Linked DNA regions of Zea mays: all the other regions are linked to region 1. A link is a contact called in public Hi-C data. All regions are on one chromosome and are shown on one strand. The core of a region is the stretch at or near the end of the contact, and the rest is flanking DNA. Distances in the headings are between cores, read along the strand shown. Region 1 holds the start of LOC103632711 (monoacylglycerol lipase). Region 2 has its middle 47 kb from the start of LOC118472958. Region 3 holds the start of LOC103632708 (probable plastidic glucose transporter 1).

Region 1 (5,162 bases), core at 683-3,182:
ACATTGTGCAAGGGTAGCAGGTGGGCTTCGGGAGAGATGTAGTATATGTTTTTACTATAATAGATGTAGACATAAACACACATGTGGTGTAGTGGTAGCTACAAGCATATTTGCTTGAGGGGTCACAGGTTTGAATCCCCTTGGGGCCTGTTTTTAATTAAATTTTAGCTAGGCGTGGGATGTACGTGGGAATGGGAATGAGCTTTGTGGGGAGGGGCAATGAGAAAGGAAACGGTGAGGGGGGAATCGGAAAAGGCAGAACATGGAATGATGAGAATGGACTATGCTGGGAGAGGGGAATCGGAAAAGGCAGAACATGGAATGCACGTTTTATATTACAGAGGATTAGTGGATTAATTAATAAAGTAAATTAGAAAAATATGATTGAACATACTAAAAATAATTATATAAAGGGTTTCTTTTGGAATTAAATTTTAAGCTTCGTTCCCATGTCTTGTTTGTTTGAGACTTAAGATCCTTTTGCATTGGTGTTTTTAATCATAAAAGATGGATATATCGATCTGCATAATTTCTGAGAATTTGTATGCTTTATCCTGATATCATAACCAGTTCTGAGTTTCCAACAATGTCGAGCCAGAGCAAAACTTGATGAAGGATCAATATTCACTGAATCGTCAAAAGTCTTAGCCATGCAGATTGCCAATTTCTTCTACTATTGCCAACCGATTTTCTTCTGCCACTGCCAACCAATCTGGCAAAGGTAAAGGAGAGGCTACAAATAGCAGACTGGTATAGCTACAATCTTTTACTCACATTCTTTAAAGATTATCATCACAATCAAAGTTCTAACAAGTGTCATTATGTAAAGGCAAAGGACTTCAGAGATTGGTGCCAGAGTGAATGGGCCAGACTAACTAGAACAAATGGCATCGAACTCTGCAGAGAAACACAAACAACATCAGATAAGGTAGGGGCAATGAGGGAATACAAGTTGAACATAAAGCTCCAAATATCTACAATCCAAACAAACTAGATAGGGATAATGTATAATCTAGATAATATAGAATCTAGATTTCGATTTGTATCTCATCTAAACGCAGCCTTCAGCAACCAATGGACCATTAGGACTGGTTTGGTGGACATGAAAATGAAGGGGGTCCATGGGTTTGAATCAACCCATGGATCCCCTCTATTTACCTGTCCACCAAACTAGCCATCAATGTTCGCCCACTACGCTTCCACTAAAACCACGACACATGCAAATACAATGCCAAGAAAACTGCCGCACATACCCTTTTCAAGTCCATCTACATCAAGGTTAGATATCTCGTGCGGGAAATCTCCGTCCATATTTCCCGTTCCCGTAGATAGACGGTTTTGGTTTCTGACGATTTTTTTCATTAATTTCATTTGAAAAAATCTTGATAAAAAATTATGAATTTTTTTATAAAAAATAGAGGGCTCAAGGAGTTCAGAAATATATTTGTTGTTCAAAAATTTATCTTTTGGTGTCAGAAAATTGAGTTCTTTTAGAACCATTAATCCGAACTCAAGCATGTTTTTACCGAAAACCGCTCAAGAACATTGAAAACCGTTTTTCAAATTAAAATTACAAATCGTTGGAGTTTAGCGGCTTTTGGACGGTTTTCGTCTGTGTCTTGTTCTCGGGGATAAGCGAGATATGGGTTTTAAACGAGATGGTGAACTTTGACCTACATACACTGACATCCAACAAAGACGCTTCAACTCCCGCACTTGGACCTACGTGTCAAACTCACGTCGACGCGCGTCCTGGGTTAGGCCAGCGCTGTTGAGGGAGACATTGGCAATTTTGCCATTATGATTTATGGGCTTCGCCAGTATGCCATCGGACCCACAAATCATAGACACAGATGGTCCCACCAGTCATAGACACGGGATGACATAATAACAGACAACCAAAATTGAGAGTGGCAAAATCACAAATTTCTCGCTGTTGAGGGTGAGGGATTCCAAATTTTTTTCCGTGTGTGTCTATATAAAAAAATTCGGGGGAGCATAATAACGGCCGCGCGAAAGAATTGATGGGAGATTTCTTTCTTATATAACCATCATCGGGGAAGCTTCTATTCCGAGATCCCTTGCCCTGTCCCTTGTCCCATTCCGTGCTTCCAAAGTTCCATTTCTCCCCCTCCTCCGGCCTAGTCGGCGCCTCGCTGACATGTGGGCCCCACCCGCGGCGTCGCCGACAGGGGCATTCCCCTCGCTCCGGCCGTCGAGGACGGCGGTGGTCCGCGTCCTAGTCACGCTGCCTGCCGCTGCGCGGCCGCAGGATCAGCCGCGGCGGCGGCTCTGTCTCGCGGTACCACGGCCCGCTCCGGAGATGGCCTCTGCGGCTGCTGAAGGGGAGGGGGAGGAGGAGGACGTGGTGGTGGTGGAAGGGGACACGGGGAAGAAGACGGCGGTGGAGATGGACGCGACGGTGAGGCGGGAGCTGGCGATCCGGAGACTGCGAGAGGAGGCCGAGGAGGAGGCGAACGAGGCGGGGACGAGGAGGAGGAGCAGCAGAAGGGATTTCGCCGTGTTCGAGACCGCCAGGGGCGACGCGCTCTTCACGCAATCGTGGACTCCGGCCGCCGACGATCGCCTCAAGTATTCACATCTGCCCTACCCCACTAACCCGCGACTTCCTTTTTTTGAATCATATAAGTGCGAGCTGTGTTGGAACGTGATGAAATCGAGCGGTTGGGTATTCAAACCTGACATGTTGAGATAATTTAGGACCGTGTTATTTTGGCGGGATTGATCTGTTAGATGGTTTGGTGGTGTTGCCGTGTTTGTAGCATCGAGCAGGTGCATGATTAAAATCCTTTTGTTTTTTGTTGTTGCTGTTTGCATTAGGGGAATCAGTTTGTCTTGTAGTGAAGGGGATTGGAAAACATGTCGATGTTATGTTCTACTGGGGCCGGAAGCTTGCATGTCTCTTCTGGAGCTTCTTTAGGATTAGATCATGCAAAAGTGGGGTTACTACAAGGAAATGTTGTTGGGGACTGTATTCTATTGGACCCACTTCACACCTAATGGTTAGAAGATTTCTTTGCATGTTTGTATTGGTATTTGGTAATGATCGAAAGAATCCTAGTTTCCTAGATGATTTGATTAGTATCAGCTCTTCTTTGAATTGTGCATTGTTGGTACCTTTTCAAGTGATGATATGGATACAAGAATGCACTAGCAAAGTAGACTTGATTTACAAATACCAAGGCCATGTTGCCTACACGTATGCATGTTCTAGATATCAAGACCTACATGTGTTATATGTTTTGGAAACCTTCAACCTACAGGAGGCATATTATCTTGAACTGTACATGAATGATGAAATGGTTACCAGTTTAATCCATGAGATGATACACTAGTACCTTGAAAGCCTCATTTTTTCATTTCATTCTAGTAATTAACTTGTCTTTTACTTTTTCATGCTTCTCAAATATGCAGGGGCGTTGTTATACTGTTGCATGGTCTAAATGAGCATAGGTACAGAACATATGCTGTAATGTATTCCATGATTGTTTTACATAGTGGCTTTTGCTGACAGCATTGATTTACAGTGGAAGGTACAGCCATTTCGCAAAACTGTTGAATGATCAAGGGCTTAAAGTTTATGCCATGGACTGGATTGGTGAGTTACTGTCACATATTAGTGCTCAAGTGTTAGTTTGGTGCAATCTGTGTATTGCTTTGAGTGGTCTCACTAAGACCATGTAAATCAATTGCCTCTAAGACAATATAAGATGCTTGATTTTAAGATCTTCAGTCTAGAAATAAAACTATTATATTATGAACTTTAGATGGTCTTACTCTTGAAAGGGATTATTCGGTCCACAACACCACAAATGTTCCAGTGATATATTCATAATTTAGATGGCTAAAGACTAGTCCATCATTCCCTTTCAAGTTACTGCAGTGAGCTTCAGTATCATGAGGTCGCTACCTCTGTTTAATTCTGCATGTCACATTGTGGTAGGATGTCTCAATGAAAGCCTCTCCAAATGTTTCTTATACTTTATTTTGACTAAACAGAGCTGTTGGGCCAGATTGAGTCTGACTTGGACTTTATTCTGAATATCTGCTATAAATGATATAATGATACAAGTGCAGTGATCAGAAGGTTTTCATATTTAGCAGATCTTGGACCTTTTTATTGACTCAATGTTGCATGTGCTACTCTTAACTAGTCCTTTCTCTTCTATGCTATGGCATGGAACTGATTTTTTTACTTTCATTTCTTCTCTTGTTATGCGTATCTGGCAGTTGTTTGATTTTCATCTTCTTGTATTTTGTCTCCGAAGGACATGGTGGAAGTGATGGAGTTCATGGATATGTTTCGTCACTTGATCATGCTGTTGGTGACTTGGTACTGTTTCGTACATACAGAATTGTGCACAGATATAAATTTCAAGTTGCAGTTTTTTTTTCTTGCAGTATTTTCTCAATCTATTTTTGAAGTTCCTTCCTGTGCAGAAAGAATTTCTGGAGGATGTTGTATTGGAGGAAAACCATGGTTTGCCGTGCTTCTTATTTGGGCACTCCACAGGTGGAGCTATTGTTTTGAAGGTAAAGCAATAATGTTTGACTTAATTGACCTTTTCAGTAAGACCGTAAGTCACATAAGCAGGATTGGAATTTCAATTATTTTTCCTGTTTGCATGAATGTCCAAAGGCCGCGCTGGATCCTTCTGTAGAACTTCATGTAGAAGGTGTGGTCTTAACGTCGCCAGCTATTCATGTTCAACCATCTCATCCAATCATCAAAGTAAGCAATAGATGTTTCTCTTCAACGAAACTATATCCTTGTTTTGTGTGACGACATCCTTCTACACGAGTACATGAGGGAGATTGTCTTGCATGTTCAATTTGTTCTTTACTTTAATGTTGAAATGAAATAAACAGGCCTTTTTACCTGGCAATCCAAGGCAGAATTGAATTTCCAATGATTCATTACCATGCCTGTTTCTATAGGATCAAGAAACCATTTTGTGTTAGTTCTTACACAAGAATGGCTGTTTGACTGCAGCACAGAACCCATTCATTTAATGTTCTTCTTTAGGTCATTTTTATGTTTTGATCTGGATGATGTGGTTATTAGCGACTGTAACAGGAACTTCAGTGGGGCCTTTTCTTATTGTTGGACTCTGAAATGCTTATGTTTTGTCATTTCTCAA
Region 2 (5,162 bases), core at 948-3,447, 160 kb before region 1:
AATATTCTTTGCCAAGTGCTAGATCGCGGGCACTCGGCAAAGACGTCTTTGCCGAGTGCCAATTGACAGGCACTCGACAAAGGCATATTTCCCGAGTGCCAACGGACAAGCACTCGGCAAAGGTCTGTTCTAGGGTCTTTGTCGAGTGTCATCCCCTTGGCACTCGGCAAAGTATATTTTAATTTTTTGATTTTTGGCAACCAAACTTTTTGTGGTATGTTCCTACACTATGTAGACCTACATGTACCATTTTGGGACAATTATAAAAGTGTTTTATATAACTATTAGATTTAGTTCGTTTATTTGAATTTCTTCGAAAAATTCAAATTTGAACTGCAAGTCACTCGAAACATGGAAAACCGTACATGCAAAAATGATATTTATGCTATTTAGTACAAGTTACGACTGATTTCAGGAGGGGACCGGAAACTTCGAGCACCAAACTCACTAAACATGGCAGTGAACTTGCCATCCACATGTTTAAAAATTGTATAAAACACAAACAAAGTCAAAAAATCATGAAACTTGTCCACATGTCATGATATCATATACAGAGGATGTGATAAAAATTCAAGAATGTTTCAAAAAAAGTTGTGAGACAGTATGTGTATAAACCTAAGAGAACTACACATGAAATCATAGAGTTTCAACGTAGTTCTCTTAGGTTTCTACACATACTGCCTCACAACTTTCTCGAAACATTCTCAAATTTTTATCACGACCTCTATATATGATATCATGACATGTGGAAAAAATTCATGATTTTCAGATTTTATTTGTGTTTTATATAATTTTAAAACAGTTGGATGGCAAGTTCACGACCATATGTTTAGTGAGCTTGGTGCTCGAAGTTTCTGGTCCGCTCCTAAAATCGGTCGTAACTTGTGCTAAATAGCATGTATATCATTTTTGCATGCACGGTTTTTTCAAGTTTCGAGTGACTTGCAGCTCAAATCTGAATTATATAAGAAAATTCCATTAACCGAACTAAATCCAATAGTTATAGGAAACACTTTTATAATTGTGCCAAAATGGTACATGTAGGTCTACATAGTGTAGGAACATACCACAAAAAGTTTGGTTGGGAAAAGAAAAAAAAATATACTTTACCGAGTGTTTAAAGATGACACTCGGCAAATAATTCTTTGTCGAGTGTCTGCAGGTTGACACTCGGCCCTCGGCAAAGGTTAACGGCCGTCAACTTTAGACGGCCGCTGACGACCCTTTGCCGAGCGCCACCTTCGCCGAGTGCTTGACTCTCGGTAAAGATATCTTTGCCGAGTGTATTTCTATGCCGAAAGTCCTGCTCTCGGTAAACGCGTTGTTTACCGAGAGGGGGACTTTACCGAGTGCGACACTCGATAAAAGTTTCTTTACCGAGTGCCCGATAAAAAGCATTCGGCAAAGTGCCGAGTACTCGGCAAAGCCATGGATTCGGTAGTGTACAGCGAGCAGAACATCGCATTAAGGATGGCAGTAGAAACCAAGCGCACAACTTTCATTTCCTCTCTTATTTATTCATCACAGTATCAGTAGTGTACTACTGAACTAGCTAGTGTTCTTAGTAATTATTTTTTTTTGACAATTTAATCTTAGATCAGCTGTGTGTGCATTTGACACGGGGACCACGCCGAAACTGTTCCCGGTCGAAGCGCCTGTCCGCCTGTCGCCATGCCCCATGCCATGCAACGGTCGTGCATGCGAGAAGCGAATCAGTGGACGACGGTCGTAGTGTCAGCAAGAGCGAGCAAGCCCACCGGCGTAGCCAGCGGCGCAGGCTAAAGCCGCAGGGCAGGGAGCCAGGGACGAGACGACTAGTACGTAGCAACGAAGCGAGCGCGCGCCCCAAAGAGCAAAGCGGCACGGTGCGTTGGGTACGCAGGGTGTAATTGCGAGGGCTACTCCGCCTAGGACTACACTACTCTACTACGGAGTACTTCTCGTCACGGCTGTACTAGTAGTACACTGTAGCGCACCTGGATTACGGGCTACCCAGGGCTGGACAGGGGGCAGGCAGCAGCTGTATACTAGGTGTCCAACGGAACGGAAACCGAGCGATGATTGCCTTGATTGGGTTCGGGGGCCTTTGACCACCTGCCACTTTTCTGACTTCTGTGTCTCTCTCTCCGATAGGGTAACCGAGGAGGGAGAGAGGGACGCACGGTCCGTTTGTGTCGCCCGCGGCCCAGTAGGCCGTTGGACAGATGGGCTGGTTTGGGAGGGCTGACACCGACGTTACGTAAGTCCAAATATATGGACCTGGGGCCTGGGCCGGGTTTCGACGACAAGATTATTCAGCTTTTGTTTCACGTGCGCACCAAGGACAAGGAGTTCCTTTTGCTTGCCAAGCTAGGCGAGTCAAAAAAAAAAGAAAAAGAAATATAACGAAACGTCCCCATAAAACCGTTTGGTATGTACTAGTCTCTTCAGTGGCGCGGACCCAGAAATCTTAAAGAACATGGACAAAGATAATACTCATACTATTAATATACAAATTTGCCTAATTTTTATCCATGTCATCCTCATTTTTCCAAGAGGTTTCTATTTTTTTAAGGAAAATTAGTTAATTTTTTCTTGCGAAAATAAGAATCCCTTAGAAAAATAGAGTTGTCAAATCAGCCCTAACTATTTTTTACTGTTTGGTGTACCTTTACAAGTTCATTAACACTAAAGGCTAGTTTGGAAACTTCATTTTACCCCCTTTGCTTTTAATGAGGGCGACGAGTTCGCCGCGGATGACTCACCGGACAGTCCGGTGCACCACCGGACGGTCCGGTGAATTATAGTCGTACGCCGCCGTCGAGTCCCGAGAGCGGCCCTTTCACGTGGACCAGTCTGGCGCATCGGACACTGTCCGGTGTGCCACACCGAGCTAAGGATTGGCTGCATAGAGCCAAGCTTTTCCCTTTTTTCTTTCTTCTTCTTTAGTCACTATTTCTAGCACTTGGATAACCATGTTAGTACACAAAACAATTTACCAAGTCTAGAAACATACCTTTTTCCTTGATTTCCACTTCTCTCTTTATTTTGCACATTAGAACTCAACTAAATGTGTTGGACACTTAATCACCAAAACATTATAGAAATTGCCCAAGGACACATTTCCCTTTCAATCTCCCCCTTTTTGGTGATTTATGCCAACACAACCAAAAGCAACCAAAAGAAGTGCAACATCAATGCAATTGAAGACCAAATTGTTTTTTACTATAATTTGGCATATTAGGATCGCTCTTTGCCACCACTTGGTTTTGTTTTTGCAAATCAAATTCATTTTCCTATTTCTAAGTCAAACACACTTGTTTGAGCACATAAAGAGTTATTCCAAGAGTAAAATTGATCAAGTGCCAAAAACTCCTCCTTTTTCCCATAATCAAAATTCTCCCCCACAAGAGACCAAATTTTGCAATAAGAGTATTTTGTATAAATCAAAAATTCAAACTCTATTATTTTTGAAATTAACAAGTGGTAGCTGATCCATTTGCTTTGGCCTTAATTTCCCCCCCTTTGGCATTAAGCACCAAAACAGAATCATTATTGGCCCTTTAACCCCATTGCCTCACCAAAAATGTCAATTAAGAGCAAAAAGGCAATGAGAGCATAAGTATGAACTTGGAGGTGAGTACACTAATACCGGAGTGCAGTGGAAGTCTTTTCATTGTCCAAGTTCACCTTTCCCTTTCAATGCACCTTTGAGACTACATCAAGTATACTCAAACAAACAGATTAGTATCAAAGGGTCAAGTTGTAGCACATCTCCCCCTAAATATGTGCATCATTCACACATGGACTTGTGAGGTCCGGGGATCCCTTGCACAACTTGAGCACCATAAATAAGTAACAATTCATATAAATGCATGAAGTAACATGATCAAAGGCATAGAACACATGTATGTTATAGATCAATCCAAGTTACGCGAATCTAAGACATTTAGCTCACTGCGCAACCTGCAAAAGGTTTTCTCATCCAACGGTTTGGTAAAGATATCGGCTAGCTAGTTCTCGGTGCTAATATGGTACACCTCGATATCTCCCTTTTGCTGGTGGTCTCTCAGAAAGTGATGTCGGATGTCTATGTGCTTAGTGCGGCTGTGTTCAACAGGATTATTTGTCATGCGGATTGCACTCTCATTGTCACATAGGAGTGGGACTTTGCTCAGATTGTAGCCAAAGTCCTGCAGGGTTTGCCTCATCCAAAGTAGTTGCGCGCAACACTGTCCTGCGACAACATACTCGGCCTCAGCGGTGGATAGGGCAACAGATGTCTGTTTCTTTGAACTCCAAGACACCAGGGACCTTTCTAGGAATTGGCACGTCCCTGATGTACTCTTCCTATCAACCTTGCATCCAGCATAATCGGAGTCTGAATATCCAATCAAGTCAAAGGTAGACCCCTTTGGATACTAGATCCCGAAGCAAGGCGTAGAAACTAAATATCTAAGAATTCTCTTAACGGCCACAAGGTGATATTCCTTGGGGTCGGATTGATATCTAGCACACATGCATACACTTAGCATAATGTCCGGTCTACTAGCACATAAATAAAGCAAGGAACCTATCATAGACCGGTATGCCTTTTGATCAACGGACTTACCTCCTTTGTTGAGGTCAACATGCCCGTCGATTCCCATCGGTGTCTTCGCGGGCTTGGCGTACTTCATCCCAAACCGCTTGAGAAGATCTTGTGTGTACTTCGTTTGGGAGATGAAGGTGCCGTCTTTGAGTTGCTTCACTTGGAACCCAAGGAAGTAGTTCAACTCACCCATCATCGACATCTCAAACTTTTGAGTCATCACCCTGCTAAACTCCTCACAAGACTTTTGGTTAGTAGAACCAAATATTATGTCATCGACATAAATTTGGCACACAAAAAGATCACCATCACAAGTCTTTGTAAAAAGAGTGGGATCAGCTTTCCCAACCTTGAAAGCATTAGCAATTAAGAAATCTCTAAGGCATTCATACCATGATCTTAGGGCTTGCTTAAGTCCATAGAGCGCCTTAGAGAGTTTGAACACATGGTCGGGATACCTGTCATCCTCAAAGCCAGGGGGTTGTTCCACGTACACCTCCTCCTTGATTGGCCCATTGAGGAAAGCGCTCTTCACATCCATTTAAAACAACCTAAAAGAGTGGTGAGCGACATAGGCTAATAATATTCGAAT
Region 3 (5,162 bases), core at 1,366-3,865, 140 kb after region 1:
ATTTATTTCAAACTTCCGTTAGCATATCTTGGTTCTAGTCTTCTATCCAATGAGAAGTCACGAATAAAGGAGTGATACACCTACCTTGATGAGTACATCCTGTTATTTTTTTCTATTATCATGTAGTGCAGCAGAAATAAACTTAAACAAATGATGACTTACATCATTAAGATGCATAAATGCCAACAAGAGATGCCTCACCAATGTGGATCACTCTCAGAAGGTATCCCCAAGGAAAGTGCAGCAATTATGCCTAGACATGTTCCAATTTGACACAGAGTCCCCAAAGTGCCCCTATATTTTGTTGGAGCAACCTAGAAAAAGCATATAAAGGGTTAAAAAGATATAGAGAAACAAAATCATGAAAAGAGTATTAGGAAAATATCCATAGATTAGATAGCATATAACAGCGATGACCAGTTACAAAATAATAAAAGTCAATTACCTCAGAGATGTATATTGGAACAAGAACAGTGTTTACGCCGATCCCGATGCCAACAAGGAATCTTCCCAAAAGCATCTCATCCAAAGAATCAGCCTGTGCACTGTAACATAGCTTTCCCTTAAGGAAAAAAATATGATAACTTAATATACAACAAATGGTAATGTATGAAATAGAAATGCTGCTGAGAGGAAGTTCTGAAACTTGATGGCCAAATTCAATACAAGTAAACACTACACTTGTTAGGGTTCCTTGCCCTCTCGGGAAGATGGCATAGGGAAAAGAGATGAGGGGCTGGCAAGCGATTGGTCGCAGGTTGTGGTTGGCGCTTGGGCGTCGTGATCACAGGCTGCGGGAGGGAACAGGAGGCGCAGGTGAGTCCAGATTGGTTGCAAATTGCTTGCTTTATTCCTTTCTTCCCTGGCATTATATAGCCAAGGCCGCCTAGTACATCTTAACAACCATCCGATAAGATAAGGGAGCTATCCATCTAATCTATCAAGATCTAATAATCTTATGATAAGATAAGGCAGCTATCCATCTAACTAACTGTCATATGTTCTTATCCACTAATGGTGATTATCTCTTATCTACTGATATGGGCTTATCCCCATGGGTCCTGCGCCTCTGATATTATAGGCCGGGCATAACACTGGTCAGCAGAAACTATGCAAAGTCAGGACTTCAGGAATATAGAACACGGTAAAGTGGAAGTAAAAACCTCAGGAGAGCTCCAATAATCAATGGAATACTGTCGATCTGAAGGGTCCTCTTGCAGCCGAACTTATCTACTAATGCAGATGAGCCTAAGCTCCCAAAAAAGGCACCAACAATGAATATGCTCACCACAAGACCTTGGAGGAACGGATTTCCTTGAAAACCAAGCTGGGTTGCAATATCTTCTATTGGACCGTTCATAACCCTGCAACCATATCATGCACCAAGACTTAAGTTCAATGCTTCAGCAAGCATATCTGCAACATAAAAATGTACAATACATTGGATGACACAGCCCACTAAAGAGTCACATACCTATAAATTAAGATAATCCAAGTCCATTTTCTCATTATTACAAATGGCATATTATTTCCCAAAATAAACTTGTTGGCATATTCAACTAGTAGTGCAGGCAGCACTGAAAATGTTCTCAAACAAAATGGATTAGGGAGCAGTCATTCATTCTCTACTATGACGCCATGCAGTGGTGGAATAGGCACCAGTGATCAGTTGAGTGACATAACTAGTCACAGACATATCACTCCTAAACGAGGTTACGATGCAAAATCAATTAGCTAGTTGAATATAAATTGAAGCAGCACACTGCACGCACCCAATGTGGTAACCGAATAGGAAGTTTGCCATTGACGCAGTGAACACATGCGGGAAAGCCCTCAACCACCCAAGATCAGCGCCGCCACCTCCGTCACCACCACCGCCACCTCCCCCGGCCCTCGCATCGAGGCCTATCACGACGAAATCAACGCCCGTGTCAATCCATCAGCACCAGCAGTAGCGGGAGCAACCAACAATCCAGAAGGCGGCCGCGCTGCCCCCGCACCTGAGCCGGCGCTCGCCTCGTCCGGCGGTGGCGGAGCTAAGGGTGGCGGGGCCGGGTTACTCTCGACCGCCGCAAGGCACGGCGGACAGAGCTCGAGGCGCCGTGGCAGGGCGCGGAGAGCGGCCGCCCTAACCACGGCCGGCCGCGCACGCCATGAGGGACCGGGCCGCGGCCGCGGAAAGTGCAGTGCGGGAGAGGCGGGCAGTGGCAGCAGCGCCGCGGCGAGGGGCGTCGGCATCGCGGCGTGGGGCGGAAGCGGCGATTCGTCGAGCAGGTGGCAGGCGCGACAACGAAGGCGGGGCAGGCGCGAGCCTAGAGAAAGAGAAACGGGTGGTGGAGGAGAAGGGCTCCCGGCCGGAAAAAACTTCTTTACATACCGGATGTAAAGGATCTTTTTACAGCCTCTTACATATACTAGCTGCTAGTCCATATCTATATACTACTAATTAAGAACGCAGGGGGTAGGCTGCCCCATTCCTGGTTCTGTCATTCCCATTCTCAATTCCTGTGTGTTTGCATTCCCATTCCGCGCATGTGATCTGTTTCCTATTCCCAAGCGTCCCACGCATGTGACCCACGCATGTGACCCGTTTCCCATTCCCAAGCGTCTCGCGCACCGCGACCAAATTTTTACCAAAAAAGCTAGCAGCGTGGGTTAAAGCTCACAGCCAACCAAGACTACACATGTTGTGGTGCGCACTAGACCTTATAAACAAGTGTGTGCACAGTTCAGTGAACAATATGGTATTATTTTTAGATTGCCAACACGGATTACACTTTTCCTGGGAGGCCCATCTGCTTGTGGCCCAGAGCAGCCCACCCCAGCGCGTCGTCCTCCTCCATAGGGCCACCCCGCGCGCCGTCCTCCTCCGCTCCACCCTGGCGTGCCGTCAATGCCAGGGCGGCCCACCCCCGCGCGTCGTCCTCCTCCACAGCCCACCCCGCGCGCCGTCCACCTCCGCTCCACCCTGGCGCGTCGTCGTCGCTAGGGCACCCCACCCCCGCGCGCCACGAGGCTCATCCCCGTGCGCCGTCATCGCCAGGGCTCCCCACCCCCGCGCGCCACGATCTCCATTGCTGCACCAGCTGCAATCCCCCACAATCTCCCTCTGAACTGCTCCACTCCCTCCACTTCGATGAGGATAAATGTGGGCGCGACGTCTCCACGCTCTTCTTTCCCTTCTTCCTGCCACGCTTGATCTCGCCGTCCTCCTTGCCAGCAGACTTGCCCGCGGGGACCCGCTTCTCCGCCTTGGGCTTCTTCCCGGCGGTCGTCTTCTCCGCCGCGGGCTTCTCCTCAGAAGAACCATCAAGTAAGTTGTATAGTGCACTGATAAACCTGCACTAAAATACCTTGGATATTGATCTGGAGAATTTATGTGCCTTGAAGCTTTCCAGTTATTGTTTGATGTGGAACAGTTTGTCTTAGCTGACAATATTCTCTCATATAAAAGATCTGCAATCAATAAAGGTTAGCCAATGAGACCACATAAGCACAAACTTATATAGAGGTTATTGAAGAAAAATAAACTAACTTGATGTAGCCTGAACAGAACATAAAATGAGTCATTTCCATTAAATCTGCTGGTAGAACCTTCATTTTGTTTAGAAGTTCCATCTACAGCTTCATCTGAGCAAACACAGAAGTGTTCCTCTTTCATTTCACCATTAGGAGATAATTCACCCTCTTCTGTTTCATGCCTTAAATTGTTGTGGGACACCGAATATGCACTAAATGGATGTACACCCAATCCATACAAAGATGTCATCCTGTCATGTTTTATTCTCTGTTGAAATGATAATGATTATTAATAAAAAAAATTGGGTTTCTTCAATGTTTTTAAAGCATATAGAAAAGATGTGGAACCCTGAATCCTATCACTTATGTATCTAATTTTGATGCTTTCACCACGTATGATTGGATTGAACAACAAAAACGAATGGTAGGAATAACACGTGCATCAGCAACAGTCATGAAGAGAAAATAGATCCAGTTTATGCAAGACCCTACCTTCATAGACTGTGATAAATAAAAAGTATTAGTTTATATTATGATTTTGAGCACATAATATGAACAAGAATGAAGAACATAAAGTTACATACCTCTCCTCATCCGGCCGAATCAGCGGTCGCCTGTCCCAAAGTATGGGACGTTGAGGGAGACTCGCGGGACCTCGCAGGTAGATGTTCCTCGAACCTGAGGCGTCCTGCTGCTGGTCGTCGTCGTCATGAGGCGCCGTCTGCTGCTGGACAAGGTCGTCCTACTGCTCTGTCTCGTCCGCCGTCCTCCTCCTCCTCCCCTCCTCCTTAGCCAATTATCGCCGACCATATTTGTCCAAAAACCTACAATTAAACTGTATTTGTGGGCCTTCGAGTGATGGATGTGAGAGACCGTAAAAGATAAGGTTTACATCCGATATGTACGGAATTTTCTTCGGGGTTCGTAGTCCTCCGGCTCGTGACTGGGAGCGTGCCAAGTGTCAGTGTCAGGTTGCGTTTCCTCGGCGACTCGGCGTTGGTGCATTGACTGCATTCCCTCCCGACTTGCCGTTGTTCCAGCCTGTGTTGAAATTTGAAAATCAACCCAAAGATGATTTTCAAATGAAAAAATAAATAAACTAATAGGAAGCCAGTGCAAAGATATTGTATCGTGGAGATTTAATCGATTATAAATGTGGTAAATTGTTGACATTTATTCTTAGACAAACTGTATATATGCATCGATTGTACCGTATACCACCTTTTTTGTTGAATAAGCAATACTTCATGAGTTTGGGTAATTTACTTTAGTTTAATAGTGTTCTTTCCGTAAAGCAGTTTACTAGGAGTATCATAAATGCGCAGGCACGCAGCCACCGCATCCAAGCTTGAAATGATTTTTGTTGACGCCTTTTCGGAGCGTCAAATACTCAAGAAAAACCGGCGGCGGTGCTCTCTGGTCAGGCGCGGACGGTCCGCGGCCTGGGGCCGGACGGTCCGCGACCTGGCGCAGGGGCTAGGGTTTTCTGCCTGACGGCCGGACGATCCGCGCGTGCGCAGGGGCGGCGGAAGATCGCCGGCGGCGCCTGGATCTCGCTCCCGGGAGGGACCCCGTCGGGGAGGAGAGATTCTAAGGATTGTCTAGGCTCGGGCCGGCCGACCTAGATTTCTCTAATCGACGTA

What was found. A called contact is a pair of places that touch in the nucleus more often than the background predicts.
Region 2: a contact with region 1 is called in a Hi-C map of bundle sheath, with 2.7 times the contacts expected there. The contact joins the enhancer-like site here to the promoter of LOC103632711 in region 1. A contact is called at or near these places in 2 of 25 Hi-C or Micro-C datasets (bundle sheath and leaf).
Region 3: a contact with region 1 is called in a Hi-C map of leaf, with 4 times the contacts expected there. The contact joins the promoter of LOC103632708 here to the promoter of LOC103632711 in region 1. A contact is called at or near these places in 4 of 25 Hi-C or Micro-C datasets (endosperm, leaf and tassel).

Annotation. Positions count from the first base shown.
Region 1 is chr7:111,575,027-111,580,188 of Zm-B73-REFERENCE-NAM-5.0, reverse strand. LOC103632711 (monoacylglycerol lipase) reads left to right here and starts at 1,932. Exons shown (of 7, transcript XM_008654456.4): 1 at 1,932-2,592; 2 at 3,436-3,474; 3 at 3,549-3,619; 4 at 4,290-4,354; 5 at 4,462-4,554; 6 at 4,661-4,753. The coding sequence starts at 2,162.
Region 2 is chr7:111,739,591-111,744,752 of Zm-B73-REFERENCE-NAM-5.0, reverse strand. No RefSeq gene overlaps it. Among protein-coding and RNA genes, the nearest start is that of LOC118472958, 47 kb to the left of the region's middle. Within about 2 kb of position 2,197, at least 17 of the 20 cell types and tissues checked have an H3K27ac peak or open chromatin away from gene starts, as enhancers often do. A contact at or near this core is called in bundle sheath and leaf, where this site is marked.
Region 3 is chr7:111,430,733-111,435,894 of Zm-B73-REFERENCE-NAM-5.0, reverse strand. LOC103632708 (probable plastidic glucose transporter 1) reads right to left here and starts at 2,615. Exons shown (of 12, transcript XM_020540979.3): 1 at 2,001-2,615; 2 at 1,773-1,905; 3 at 1,289-1,364; 4 at 446-562; 5 at 202-314. The coding sequence starts at 2,238.